Linked DNA regions of Mus musculus: all the other regions are linked to region 1. Evidence: chromatin contacts called from public promoter capture Hi-C data. All regions are on one chromosome and are shown on one strand. Each heading gives the region's core, a stretch centred on a gene start, on an enhancer-like site or on the middle of the called end of the contact. The rest is flanking DNA. Distances are from core to core; before and after follow the strand shown. Region 1 holds the start of Rsrc2 (arginine/serine-rich coiled-coil 2). Region 2 holds the start of Tctn1 (tectonic family member 1). Region 3 holds the start of Ubc (ubiquitin C). Region 4 holds the start of Ift81 (intraflagellar transport 81).

What was found. Promoter capture Hi-C pulls out the DNA fragments that hold promoters and counts their contacts.
Region 2: a promoter capture Hi-C map of pre-B cells shows a contact between it and region 1, with 3 times the contacts expected there. The contact joins the promoter of Tctn1 here to the promoter of Rsrc2 in region 1. A contact is called at or near these places in 2 of 39 promoter capture datasets (liver and pre-B cells).
Region 3: a promoter capture Hi-C map of neural stem cells shows a contact between it and region 1. The contact joins the promoter of Ubc here to the promoter of Rsrc2 in region 1. A contact is called at or near these places in 1 of 39 promoter capture datasets (neural stem cells) and 1 of 115 datasets of contacts at active chromatin or transcription factors (pancreatic cancer cells).
Region 4: a promoter capture Hi-C map of pre-B cells shows a contact between it and region 1, with 2.0 times the contacts expected there. The contact joins the promoter of Ift81 here to the promoter of Rsrc2 in region 1. A contact is called at or near these places in 1 of 39 promoter capture datasets (pre-B cells) and 1 of 9 other capture datasets (liver).

Annotation. Positions count from the first base shown.
Region 1 is chr5:123,748,083-123,751,317 of GRCm38.p6, forward strand. It overlaps Rsrc2 (arginine/serine-rich coiled-coil 2), which reads right to left and starts at 1,332. Exons shown (of 10, transcript NM_001005525.2): 1 at 1,207-1,332. The coding sequence starts at 1,212. Kntc1 (kinetochore associated 1) reads left to right here and starts at 1,644. Exons shown (of 64, transcript NM_001042421.1): 1 at 1,644-1,742.
Region 2 is chr5:122,263,205-122,266,422 of GRCm38.p6, forward strand. It overlaps Tctn1 (tectonic family member 1), which reads right to left and starts at 1,256. Exons shown (of 14, transcript NM_001039153.3): 1 at 934-1,256. The coding sequence starts at 1,165.
Region 3 is chr5:125,388,001-125,391,305 of GRCm38.p6, forward strand. Ubc (ubiquitin C) reads right to left here and starts at 2,017. Exons shown (of 2, transcript NM_019639.4): 1 at 1,910-2,017; 2 at 1-264. The coding sequence starts at 261.
Region 4 is chr5:122,612,907-122,616,213 of GRCm38.p6, forward strand. Ift81 (intraflagellar transport 81) reads right to left here and starts at 1,638. Exons shown (of 19, transcript NM_009879.4): 1 at 1,532-1,638.

The DNA.
Region 1 (3,235 bases), core at 82-2,581:
GGGATTAAAGGCGTACGCCACCACACCCGGCAAATAATACCATTCTTGAAGTATACTAAGAGGCCCAAGACACTAATCCCACAATTTAAAAAAGCTTGCCTACTCTTTGAAAAGTCAAAAAAAAAAAAATCATTCTAAATTCATCTAGAAAGAGGGTAGTGAGATGCAGAAAAACTACCTGTACCATTCTAATTTCAAATACTCCAACTATCAGGAAAAGTAAGCCTTATTTGCAATATGAAGTTAAAACCTGTCAGTAAAAGGAAATACAGAATGCTTACAAGAATATTTTCTTTCGAAAACCAGAAACAAATTATCACAGGCTAATATGATTCATTAGCAATGAGCATAGTATATATCCAGGGCAGGCTTCCTGTTCAGGTCTCTTAGATACGGCTTCCATTTGGTTCAGGAAGGGGGTCTTAAACAATGCTGCGGTTCTCAAAGGTTTCGGAGTTCGGGGGCAGCATGGCCTACAGAGCGAGTTTCAGGACAGCCAGGGCTACAGAGAAACCATGCCTCAAAAATAAAAACCCCAAAAAACAAAAAAAAACCAACCCCCCCCAAAAAAAAACCTCATAAATCGCTTTAAAACATAAGGGACTGGAACTAGATAGACTTTTTTTTCCCCTCTTTAAGTGAATCCCAGTTTCAACCAATAAGGTTCGCAAAACTAGAAGTAGCCCTATCACTGAGGGATCGCTCAAAGATAAATAAACAAACAAATAAAAAGACTGTGTCCTCCTACACTGCGCCTTAAGGAGCCTGCCTTTTGACCCGATGCGTCCCAGAGGATACTTCTGGTCTTTTTTTCCTTTCCGGTCAAATGCGATAAAGCGCCAAGCATGAACGCAGAAGCCTTAGGAAACGCAAAGCCTAACACCAGTCTGGGTCAAAGAGCTAAACCCCACAGTTCGGTGGGCTTCTGGAGAAATACTGGGTCAGGGAAAATGATGAGGAAAGTTCTGGAGAGGGAAAGAAAAAACCAAGCCATTCCCTGCGGCTCCCCACCCCCAGCCAGACGGCCTTACCTCCCCCTCCCTGCAGCAGGAAGCCATGATGGCGAGCGCAGCGAGCGGCCGCGGCGCCATCTTGTCCACACACAGGCACGGACAACAGCCCTGATGAGCTGGTCGCCCACTCTGTGTTAAAGAAACAAACAAACAAAAAACCCAGCCTGGCCTTCGAGCTCCACTTAGTACCTACCGCCATTATTTTTTTGAGTCCCGGCCGCTAAGGCGGCGCCTCTGCTTGCCCGCACTCAACAGTACTGGCCGCCTCGAAGCTTCGCCACAGACTGAATCTCTTGCGCGAGAGACCCGGATGGCACAAGAAAAAAAAAAAAAAAAAAAGGGGATGAGGCCGGGCCAGGCGCGCAGCTTGCTGGGAGAAAAAGTGGGTGGCGATAAGAGTTTCTATAACAACGCGGTTCGAGGCGGTGATTGGTTAGTCTCTCGAAGGGCGTGGCGTGAAGCCTACGAAGTGGGTGGGGCCAAGGATACCTCCCAGAATGGATGCTCGGTATCGGGAATTCAATTTAGTTTAGGGCGGGGCGGTTTCCGCGCTCAATTTTGAGCCAAGTTTGGCCTGCTCCGGCCTCCGTAAAAGGGGTTGAGCACGGTATTCTCCCGCCAATTCAAATCAGTGGCAGGGAAGGTAAAATGAGTAGGGGCGGTTGTGTCCGTCGGGAAGAAGTGTGAGACACTTGAGAATTCTCTTTTTAATTTCGTCAGCTGCTGCAGGTGAGACGTCAGCCTTGCGGCTCGATGGGAGCGGGAGGAGTGTTAGGTGGAACCAGCAGGGGGCTTCAGTCCGTCTCTGGGTTTTATCGATCTCTAGATGATGGCGGGAGAAAAAAATTAGAGAGGATTCTAGATGGCAGGCCGTCTGAGTTTTCGTGGATATAGCTTCATCGATAGTGTTTCATCTGATTCATGACCTTGTATTGGCTCGTCTGTTTTTTTTCCGCACTCGGTGATGTCAAAATCTGTTTATCACCTGTTTGCTCTCTTTCACCAGAAGAAAGTGTAGTCTTAAACGGGGCAGTGGTGGCGCACGCCTTTAATCCCAGCCCAGCATTCCGGAGGCAGAGGCAGGCGGATTTCTGAGTTCGAGGCCAGCCTGGTCTACAGAGTGAGTTCCAGGACAGCCAGGGCTACATAGAGAAACCCTGTCTCGAAGGAAAAAAAAAAAAAAAAAAAAAAAACCAAAACCAAAAAAACCCAAATACTTGACACAGTGTTCAACCATTTTGTCGTTGTTGTTCCCTCAAGACTATAAACCTCAGGGTTGGGAATGTTAAGTCAGTTGGTAGAGTGCTGAATAACTGGTCTAGCCTGTGGTCTGAGTCCAGACTCACAGAGCTTTGTCCTGTCTTTGCCTCCCAAGTACTAGGTTAAAGGCCAGTCTGGCTCAGAACTCAGAGATCCACCTGCCTCTGCCTCCTGAGTGCTGGGATTTAAAGTCGTGTTATGTTCTTAGCAGGAGCTCTTTTCCTTTATTCATTACATTCCTAGCCCAAATGTTATCTGCTTCCAGATAGCATATTATCAGACAATTCAAATAGAGTCCCAGGAACCATCAAAACCCAGAACAAGCAGGACGTGATAGCTCTTGACTGAAATCCCAGGAGTCTAGAGCTGAGGTAGGACGATCCTGAGTTCAAGTTAGGATCAAGACCTTTAGTTACACAGTGAGAGGCTGACTCAAAAGAAAAAGTTATTCAAAACAAAACAAACAAACAAACAACCCTTCAAGCCAGGCAGAGATGTCGCATACCTTTAATCCCAGCACTCAGGTGGCAGAGGCAAAAGGATATCTGAGTTTGTGGTCAGCCTGGTCCATACAGTGAGTTCTAGGCTACACACACACACACAAAACTCCTTCAAAACAGCCTTAGTTTTAGCTAACTCCAACATTCCCCTCCCACTCTGTGTGTGTGGACAGGATCTTGCAATACAAGCTTGGACCAGACCAAGGTTCCCCAAATTTGAAATTATTCTTCTGTCTTCGCCTTTGGCATGCTGAGATTATGGGTGTTTGCCACGATGCCTGTCTACATTATGCTCCTACATGTATACGTATATTTTCTTTACATTTATTGTGTGTGTACATTCATAGGTCAGAGGATAACATTCATGCAGTTCGTTCTTCAACTTTGTTGCTTCTTTTTTTAATTTTTAAATTTTGTGTCTTGAGTTTCTTTATATAGCCTTAGCTTTGTAGACCAGGCTGG
Region 2 (3,218 bases), core at 6-2,505, 1.5 Mb before region 1:
GAACAAAGTTAGGAAAGAAGGCGAAGGCAGGAGACTGGAATGGTTCTAGAACAGGCTGGGGAGATGGCTCAGGAGTTAAAAGCACATACTGCTTGTATACAGGACCTAACTTCTGTTCCCAGGACCCAAGTCAGCCAGCTCTCAAACAAACTCCAGCTCCCCACTTCGGTTCTCCAAGGGCGCCAATATATATCCACCCCATCCTCACAAACATATACAAATATGCACACACAATTTAAAATACTTTTTTAAGATTTAGAAAAAATTCCCCCCGAAAGTGGTATAACGCTCTGGAAAGGCACGAAGGGAAAGGGGAGTTTTATTGATAAATGAAAAATGCTTTCTTAGTCCGAAAGACAAATTAGCTCCTCCTTGACTAGGTCCTCTCTAGCCATGGACAACTGCGCGTACTCACTAAAAGAACGCCATACTCCCTTCACTGGGATGGGTAAAAGGGAGAGAGCAATTAAGTCCACTACCTCATGTGTTTAAATTTACAACCACGAATTGTTGCCAAAGCTTCAAATTCCGAGCGGTAAGTAGATACGGATGAAACAGGTGTGTTTAATAACTCCATTTAGCTGGTAAAAAATGTCTAAAACGCACTTAATCACCCTGAAAATATCTGCTGGGCTCTCAGTAATCTAGACACAACTGGGATGCCCATGTCCGTGTGTCTGCGTGGAGAGGACGAAGATCCACTTAGCACTCTTTCTTCTACCAGTACTGCCTTCAACTCATTCTGTAGGTTTCTATCTAGTACCCCACTGCAGCCGTCTGCAATGATGCGGAAAAGGGAGTAACTGAGCCCCGCCCTCCGCATTTGTGTGCCAGAGATCCGATCTCCCCCTGAGGGTAACGACAGGGAGGCTGAGAAGGGGGTAACTTTGAGCTGGTGTACCCGCTCCAGGGGGGTCACCCCTTTGTACCCACCGTCCGTGACCGGGGTAGGCCTGGGGCCAGAGCGCTCCGGTGCCCTGGGAGTTCCCGGGGTCCTAGGCGACAGGGAGGGCTGCAGAGTGGTGGGGGTGGCCTTGGTGGAATTGAGATCCTCCTTCGTCACTGCTGGGGTGGCCGCAGCCGGGATGGCAATGACCTGGGTGCTCGAAGAGGTGTAGCAGTTTAGGAGCACCAGCAGGAGCGGCGGGAGACCCCGCGACCCCATGGCCTAGCAGAGTAGCCCGCGCCGGGGAGCTAGGCCCGTCTGTTGCCCGGGCAACAGTCACAGCCTAGCGCTAGGTATCACGGGAAAGGGCTCGCGAGGCCAAACTGGTCTGCGGAAGAAGGTGGGGCCTGAAGTCAGACCCGCGAATGGGGCGGGAGCTGGGCGAGGCTATAGGCGGGGCCTGGGCGGAATCGGAGAGGAGGGGCGGGGCCGGTGGGGGCGGGGTATGAGACAGCTCTTTCTAAGGAGCCCTCAGAAAATCGGAAGATGTAAACTTCTGTTGTGACACTTTGGGTGCTGCGTGGTTGTTTTTTTTTTTTTTTTTAAAAATGTAGATTCCCAGCTATAGCCTCACAGAATTCGGAGTCAGTCAAGACTAGGGCAGAGCCTAGAAGAGAGTATTTCTAATAAAAGACCCGCAGCGCATGTTTAGAAGTGACTTGGTTCCTTTAAGTTACATTGAATTTCTTACCCCATGTAACACTTTCTTTACTTTCTTTGCCTTTGGATACATCGCAGGAGGTCGCCAGAGCACTTCTGTCCACGGATTTATTTATGATAAGAGAAACAAAAGAATTCTTAACTTTTTGGTTCTTTTAGACGGGATCTCTCTGTGCCTGACTAATCTCGAACCCAAGGCAGCCCTATGTCAGTGCCTCATGCCAGGCATGCACCACCGCATCCAACCTCCATATCTGCCTTTATGATTATATCATTTGGAATGTTCTTCTCATCGTGTGTGTGTGTGTGTGTGTGTGTGTGTGTGTGTGTGTGTGTGTGTGTTTACTGGTAGGGGGAGGATGGGGGAGGAATTTGAGACAGGGTTTCTCTCTGTAGACCTGACTGTCCCAGAATGCACTCTGTGGACCAGTCTGGCCTCGAACTCGGAGAACCACCTGCCTCTGTCTCTCAGGTATTTTTTAAGGGTTAGTTATGTTTTGTTTTGTTTTGTTTTTTGTATATGGTGTTGTGTCTGTATGTATGTACACCAGCAGAGGGCATCAGATCCCATGAGACAGTCATAGACATGACATGAGCCACCAAGTGGTTGCTGGGAATTGAACTCAGGACCTCTGGAAGAGCAGCCCAAGCTCTTAACCGCTGAGCCATCTCTCCAGCCCTTCCTTAAGTCTTACAGCCCTGTGCTTCAAATCATTCTGTGAAAAGTTCTCAAAATCCTTTTATCCAGTCTCAAGCCTCAATGTAATTTTCTGACATTTGACTTCAAGGTGTAGACTGTTATCTGCTCATACATTTCGAAAGCCTTAGGGGACAGTGGGGACTCATTTGTTAGTTTCTTTCTTTCTTTCTTTCCATCATAATTCACTGAGTCCATCTAGGGGCTAGAGAGATGACTCAGCCATTAGGAGCCCTTGCTGCTTGGAGAAGACCAGGGTTTAGTTCTCAGCACCAGCATGGTGGCTTCTCACCTGTGTTACTCCAGCTCTAAAGGATATAAACCGGTCCTCTGGTCCCTGGGGGCACCTGCATGAGTGTGTGCACCCAAATAAAAGCACACATCTAAATGTGACGCTTCCATTATTCAAAACTGAATATATGAATATAAGCAATATAGTAGTCACCTATGCTGGAGTTTCTTCCCAGTCAACATTTTTGTTGGCAACAAGTAACAAGTTTACTGGGTGTAGAATTTGGTTTGGTTTTAGTTTTCAGTGGTTTTTAAAGATTGATTTATTATTATATGTAAGTACACTGTAGCTGTCTTCAGATGCTCCAGTAGAGGGCATCAGATCTCATTATGGGTGGTTGTGAGCCACCATGTGGTTGGTGGGATTTGAACACAGGACTTTTGGAAGAGCAGTCAGTGCTCCTACTGGCTGAGCCATCTCGCCAGCCCCTCAGTGGTTTTTAATGAAAGCCGTTCTAACAGGTATACTAGACTTTAAGTAGACCTGTATTTGCATTTCTCTTGGATACCCTTCCTAGAAGTACATTCTATGGTCTTGTGTGTAAGTTTATAAGAAACCGCCCAACCTTTCTCCAGAGCCACTCCCCAGTGTTCTTTCCCCACCAATAGAGTCTGACAACTCCA
Region 3 (3,305 bases), core at 767-3,266, 1.6 Mb after region 1:
CTTGCCTGTCAGGGTCTTCACAAAGATCTGCATGCCACCTCTGAGGCGAAGGACCAGGTGCAGGGTGGACTCTTTCTGGATGTTGTAGTCTGACAGGGTGCGGCCATCTTCCAGCTGCTTGCCTGCAAAGATCAGCCTCTGCTGGTCAGGGGGGATGCCCTCCTTGTCCTGGATCTTTGCCTTGACATTCTCAATGGTGTCACTGGGCTCGACCTCCAGGGTGATGGTCTTACCAGTTAAGGTTTTCACAAAGATCTGCATCGTCTGTCACAAAATATACAAAACAATTCACAGGTCAGGAATGACACAAATATTTGTGGGATGGCATCAACATTTGTCAACTGGATGCTATAAGTCTAAATAGCAAGGTCTATCTACACAGATTCTGTCTTGAATCCAATCCCCCCACCCCGAAAAACCATCAAGAAAATAAGATTGTTGACTAACAAAGTTAAGAAACCTCGGCATGGTGAGTCTTTTTGTATTACCAAATTTACAGGATGGAGACTTCAGTATACCAACAGCTGAAAGTCAATTTCTGTCTATTTGAACAGTTTGCAGAAAAGCCTGACCTCTGGGAGGTTATGAAACCACAGCAGTCCCGGATTCAGTTTCAGAATGGTAATATAGCAAGTTACTACTGCAAAACTAAGTCTGAGCCCATGCCTATCGCTGACCTCAGCACTGGGGACACTGAGGTGGGCAGATCTCTAACTGGAAGGTCAGCCAGAGACAGTGTAATCCTGCCTCAACTCTCCTTCCCCCAAAAGAACACCAAACTTTTGTCTGAACGATTAAAATTAGTCTGGAGTGGTGGTACTGGCCTTGGACCTCATCACATGGGGTGGTAGAGGCAGAGATTTTGACAGTTTAAAAAAAAACACCCTTGTCGCAGGACAATGGTGGTGCCTTTCGTCCCAACACTTGGGAGGCAGAGGCAGGAGGATTTCTGGGTTCGAGGCCAGCCTGATCTACAGAGTGAGATGCGGGACAGCCAGGACTACATAGAGAAACCGTCTCGAACCCCCCCCCCAAAAGTTTCAGTAGTCATAGTTGTACAGCGACATTCTTAAAACGAAACAGGACAAGAATGGCTCACATTTCCCCTCTGAATTTCCGGTTCCTGTTTACTCTGGAGAGGCTACCGGAGGCCGAGACCCAAACCCTGTCCTACAACCGAGGGAAAGCTAAAGTCAAGATAGTGACGTCACTATCCATTAGGAGGCCACGCAACCCGCGACGTCACAGGGGGCGGCAGGCCAGGCAGGCTGAACCGCCGCCCAACCCCCTTCCGGTCTCGATCGCACTTCCGTCTTTCAGCAAACGAACGGACGAACGCCGGGCCAATCGACCTCTCGGGCCAGCCCAATATCCACGGCTCTCACAGCAGAGGCTCCTACGGCGCGCAACCCTAATTCAGTCCCCACCCCACAGTCTCCGACGTCCCCGGCTTAACCGGAGGGCAGCGGCCTCGCGGGCCTTTTTCCTCCCCCAACCTCGTCCTGCGCGTCAGAGCCCCGCGTCTTCCCCCTCAGGCTTCCATCTGGCCGCCATCTTGCCGCCCAGTCCTCTGCCTCGGGGCAGCCGCGGTCCGCGCGGGCCACGGAAACCAAACGTCTGGGCCGCGGGGCTGCCTCTCGCCCCGTCTCGCCTCCAGCCTCCCGTCCCCGACCGGGTGCGGCGGCTTTCTCCTCACCAGCGGTGGTGGCGGCAGTCCTCACACAGCAGACGGAACTCGCAGTCTCCACGGAACTAGCTGCGGCACGCCCGGCGTCTCTTTATATAGTCACCGAAGCCCCGCCCCCCCCCTTCCGCGCGGTCCCTCCGCGGGCAATGCGGTCAGGGACTACTTTGTAACGCCGGGTCCAGTCTCGGCAGCGAAAGCGACAGGCTAAAACTATCAAGGTACCTCTCTCACGGAGTTGTTTCACGGTGGCGTCCAGAGATTGAGGGGCTTTGTGTGGGAGGGCAGGGCTGTGACCTCGGGCGACTCCGCGGAGGGATCAGCGCGCGTGAGACGATCGGCACGAAAACACGGCTGGGATCACTGAGGCCGGAGCGGGCCTTGGCGCAGGCGCCCTGCGGCTTCGCGGCCTGGCGCCCCTAGTCAGGCCACCACCCCCCACCCCCCCTGTTTTCTTTCCGCGCTAGGGGGACCCAGGGCTTTGGCTCCTGTCACACTGGGATCCCATTGGTGACCTCGCCTCCTCAATCCCCTCATCCCCGGCGGGTCACTATGCCCAGCCCTCACTGTTTTGGCACAGTGACAGGGTGGATGACTGTGCAAATCTCCTAACAAGGAAAATGACAAAGGGTTTTTAATAAATTTAAAAAAAAAAAATACGAAGGAGGGAATCTCTCCCCGATTTGGAAAAACGAATCTGAGTTTGTCAAGGAAAGCAGACAGTCTACACAGTTCTTGAAAACTGTTGGCATTAGATCTGAAGCCCAGCAGAACCTGATCTTTCCAGATTTTTCCTAAACCTTGTGTCCTTGGATTCGAGAAGGTTCTATGTTTTCTATGTGCTTGTCACTAAGTAAAGGTCAAAATTTCCAAATGTTGTTCATATTTGTTGTTCATATTCTGAGACTGAACCCACTGAAGCCCTGATTTTTAAATTTTTGTTGTTCAGATGGGGGTTTCTCTGTGTAGCCCTGCCTGTCCTGGAATATGCTATGTAGACCAGGCTGGTCTCAAGTTTATATAGGTCCTCCTGCCTCTGCCTCCCAAGTATGGTCTACAGATCAAGTTCCAGAATGGCCAGGGCTACACTTGACTTGAAAAACCAAAAACCAAACAAAAAACCCCCACAAAAACAAAAAAGCACAAATGTGCACGTGTAGTACAATGTTCAGATTACAGCAAGCATATATCCCACTTATACGAATCAAATTATTCAGGGTTTTTTTTGTTTTGTTTTGTTTTGTTTTTTTTTTTTTGGTTTTTTGAGACAGGGTTTCTCTGTGTAGCCCTGACTGTCCTGGAACTCACTTTGTAGACCAGGCTGGCCCCGAACTCAGAAATCCACCTGCCTCTGCCTCCAAAGTGCTGGGATTAAAGGCCTGCGCCACCACTGCCCAGCTCAGGTTTTTGAAATGTAAGGCCTAAGACCTTAGAAGGTAAGAATTGAATCCCTGATGGGGAGAGATGGCTCCCCAGTAGGAACAGGTCTTTTTCCAGAGTACATGAATTCAATACCCAGCAACCCTGTCAGGCAGCTAGCTTGTGACTCCAGCTTCAGGAGGGTCCAATGTCCCTAGGGACACTTTCACATACATGTGGCACACACTTAGATGGACACACA
Region 4 (3,307 bases), core at 388-2,887, 1.1 Mb before region 1:
GCACTATAAGACCCTCTTAAACTAGAAAAGGTGAGGTGGACAAGACGACAAAGTCATCTCAATGCTTTCTTAGTTAAAACTATGAGACAGATACTGTTTCACTCAAGACATAAAGTAAGCCCTGAGCATCTTACTCCACCCCCCCCAACACACATGCTCGCGCGCTCTCTCTCTCTCTCTCTCTCTCTCTTTCTCTCCTTTTAAAACAGGTTTTGCTGTGTAGCCTTAGCTGGCCTGGAACTCACGGTGTAGACCAAGCTTCTCTCTCCTGAGTGCTGGAATTAAAATCAAGAGCCACCAAGTCTGGCATGAAATGGGTTCTTTAATTGGGTGGGTGAAGCTTACATTTAGAAGACATTTGGAAGAAAGGAAGGAAGGAAAGGAGGAAGGAAGCTAGAAGGAAGGAAATAAAGTTGTTCTAAAAGATAAGAAAGGATGGCACAACCAGTATGGTTGCTAAATTTAAGGTTTCTTTTTAAGTTTATATATAAAGACTATCTCAGGGATAGTAGTGTGCAATTTTAATCTCAGTGCTAGGAGGCAGAGGCAGGAGGATTTCTGAGTTTGAGGCCAGCCTGGTCTACAGAGTGAGTTCCTGGCCAGCCAGGACTCTACAGAGAAGCATTGTCTCAAAAAACAAGCCAGAAATAAATAAATTACAGAGAATATCTTTACTTTTTAAAAACTTGGGAGGCTCAAGTTTTCAACTGTAAAAATATAATACACATCCTTATATCCACATATATTTAAACTAATTTAGAAGTTGTCCATACGGCTTTTTCTTCTCTGAGAAACACAAAATCAAACCAAATATCTGGATAAGCAAGAAAATGTTGCCAAGAGAAGAAAAGGGGAGGGGCTCACGATTATTACAGGCAACTTAATGGTTGCTAAGGGTGGGGAACCATAATTAAACTCATTGGACCTCCAAAAGAAAAGGGGAGTGAGGTGGGGGCAAAAAAGTCGAAGGGAGAAGGGTTAGGAAATGGATTCCGTGGGAGCAGGAAAGCGAAGAGCGAGAAACGGGGATGGGGTGATGGAATACACTATATGTATGCATGTGTGAATACAGTGGTACCCATTATGCGCAACTAATACACGCCAAGTTTCCAAACTTTTTTAAGAAAAGAAATGAGCTGCGTTGCCCCACCAGCTTTCAGAGGACAGAGATGCTCTTGAACCAGGTAGGGCTGTCGCTGCCCGCCGGGCGCTGCGCGCTAAAATTAGCAAAAGCAATTACTCTCCCTCTTCCAGCGCAACCGGCCGAGCTAATTCACCAGCACTCACCCACTGCAGCACCCAGGGGGAGCCGGGGCAAGAATTAAAACCAGGACGCGCGTGGTATCCGGCCCAGCCGGGGCAGCGCGCGCAGGCCTACGGCCTCCTGCGACGCCCGGAGACCGAGGGGGACCCGCGCGGCCGACCCCCCGCCCCCCGACAGGCCCTGCTGCCGCCACCGGCCGGGAGCGGGCGCAGCTTGACGGGATTCGGGGGTTCGCGGAGTTCCCGACCGCGAGTTGGCGGGGGTTACCTCAAATCCTCCTCACGAAACCACCTCCCCACCCTCGGGAGGCACTGGGGCGCTTGCGGGTTCTTAGAGACCGCTCCTTGGCAACGGTTGCCATGCGGTGACGTCACTTCCTCTGGCTCGGGGAGGAGGGGGGCGCGCGCACACCGGAGGGCGGAGCCTCGGGCTGGAAAGCTTGGCCCTGGTACCTGGGGTTCCGAACCTCTGCAGAAAGCCTAGGGTGACTCTGGCTGTTATTCCCACTTAGACTCCTGCTGATAATAACCTTTGCGAACCGTCTACCGTTCTCACCTTGACAAAGGGCTTAACCTGTGCTGTTTGCGTGTGCTGTTTCATTCATTCATTCATTTATTTACCAAACTTGGGGCGACTTGTTTGAAGCAGGACTGGATAGGGTTTGGGGTCAGAAAGCATTGGGCGTGGTTTCCGAATTTAGGTTTTCGACGAAAGAATCTCCAGGTTAAATCATGCATGGAACAATTATAAACTATGGATTGAGAGACCCAGACATGGAGAGGAGAGACAGACCGGGACAAATGGAGGCCTACTCTGAAAACTAGGTTAGATGCTCAGACATCCTTGGAGAAACAGTAAATGTAATACCAGACTTGCCACAACCTCAAGCTAACAAATGATAAATTAGGCATTCCATACTGCTGACTGCTGGAAATGCAATAGAGAACAAGACCCAATAGGGTTGGTTCTGTCCTCACAGAGATGATGGGGAAAGAGAGGCAATATAGTTAAACAGCCCAGGACGGAGAGAAATGTACCAAGATGTCTCAGTGATGACAGAGTATGTGTGACGTTTACTGGGGGACAGGGATGGCTGAAGGAATCATACTGTCATGTCTCCATTAGACAGAGCGCTGTTTAAAGACCAGTAAAAAGAATCCAAATGACCTGTTGAGGTAGCTCAACTGGTAAAGGCGCTTGGCACACAAACCTAGAGACAGGTTCCACAGAGACAGATTGTGGTGTCCCCACCTGCTACAGACGAAAGGAGGAACTGACTTCACCCTGTGATTCCTTGGTGGGATTCACTGAGGAGTCTAAGAAGACATTCCTAGCAACAGTTTTACAGCATAGAGACCTTGCTTATTCTGTCTGAAACAAACTGTGGGTAGCTTTTCTTTTCCCCCCAGAGACGCCTGGTCAAGTCTGGTATGTAAGCTCCTAATGGTACCTTCTAACTGAACTGTGTTTGAGATTTTGAATAGATTTCTAACAGGCTCTAACAGCGGTTCTGAAAGCTTGTCACTTCTACCTCACCTCCCGCTCCACCCCCTCTTCCTCCACCTCCTCATCCTGTTCTCCTATAGCCTGTGCTAGGAAAGAACTCTACCACTGAGTTACACCTCCGACCTTGCTTTTTATTTTATTACATCATTAATTTATTGTGTGTAGGAGGGCCGGGCCCGTTGTGAGCAAGGCCACCCCTGGGCATGTGGGCCTGGCCGATGTAAGAAAGGTAGCTGAGAATCTCAGGAGAAGCAGGCCAGTAAGAAGTATTCCTTTGTGGTTCCTGCTTCAAGCTCCTGCCTTTTCTTTCCTGATGACGGACTATGATCTGTAAACTAAGTAAATCATTTCCTCCCCAAGTTGTTTTTGGTCATGGTAGTTTATTACGGAAATAGAAAGCAAACTAAAACAGGTGCTTAGATGCTGTGTCATTGGGAAGTTCATATCACTCCTGTATGACTTAATCTAAGAGTTCACTGTCATCTTGACTTGCTCTCTCCCCCCATCTCTGTCTCCTCCCCCTTTGCTCTGAATGGG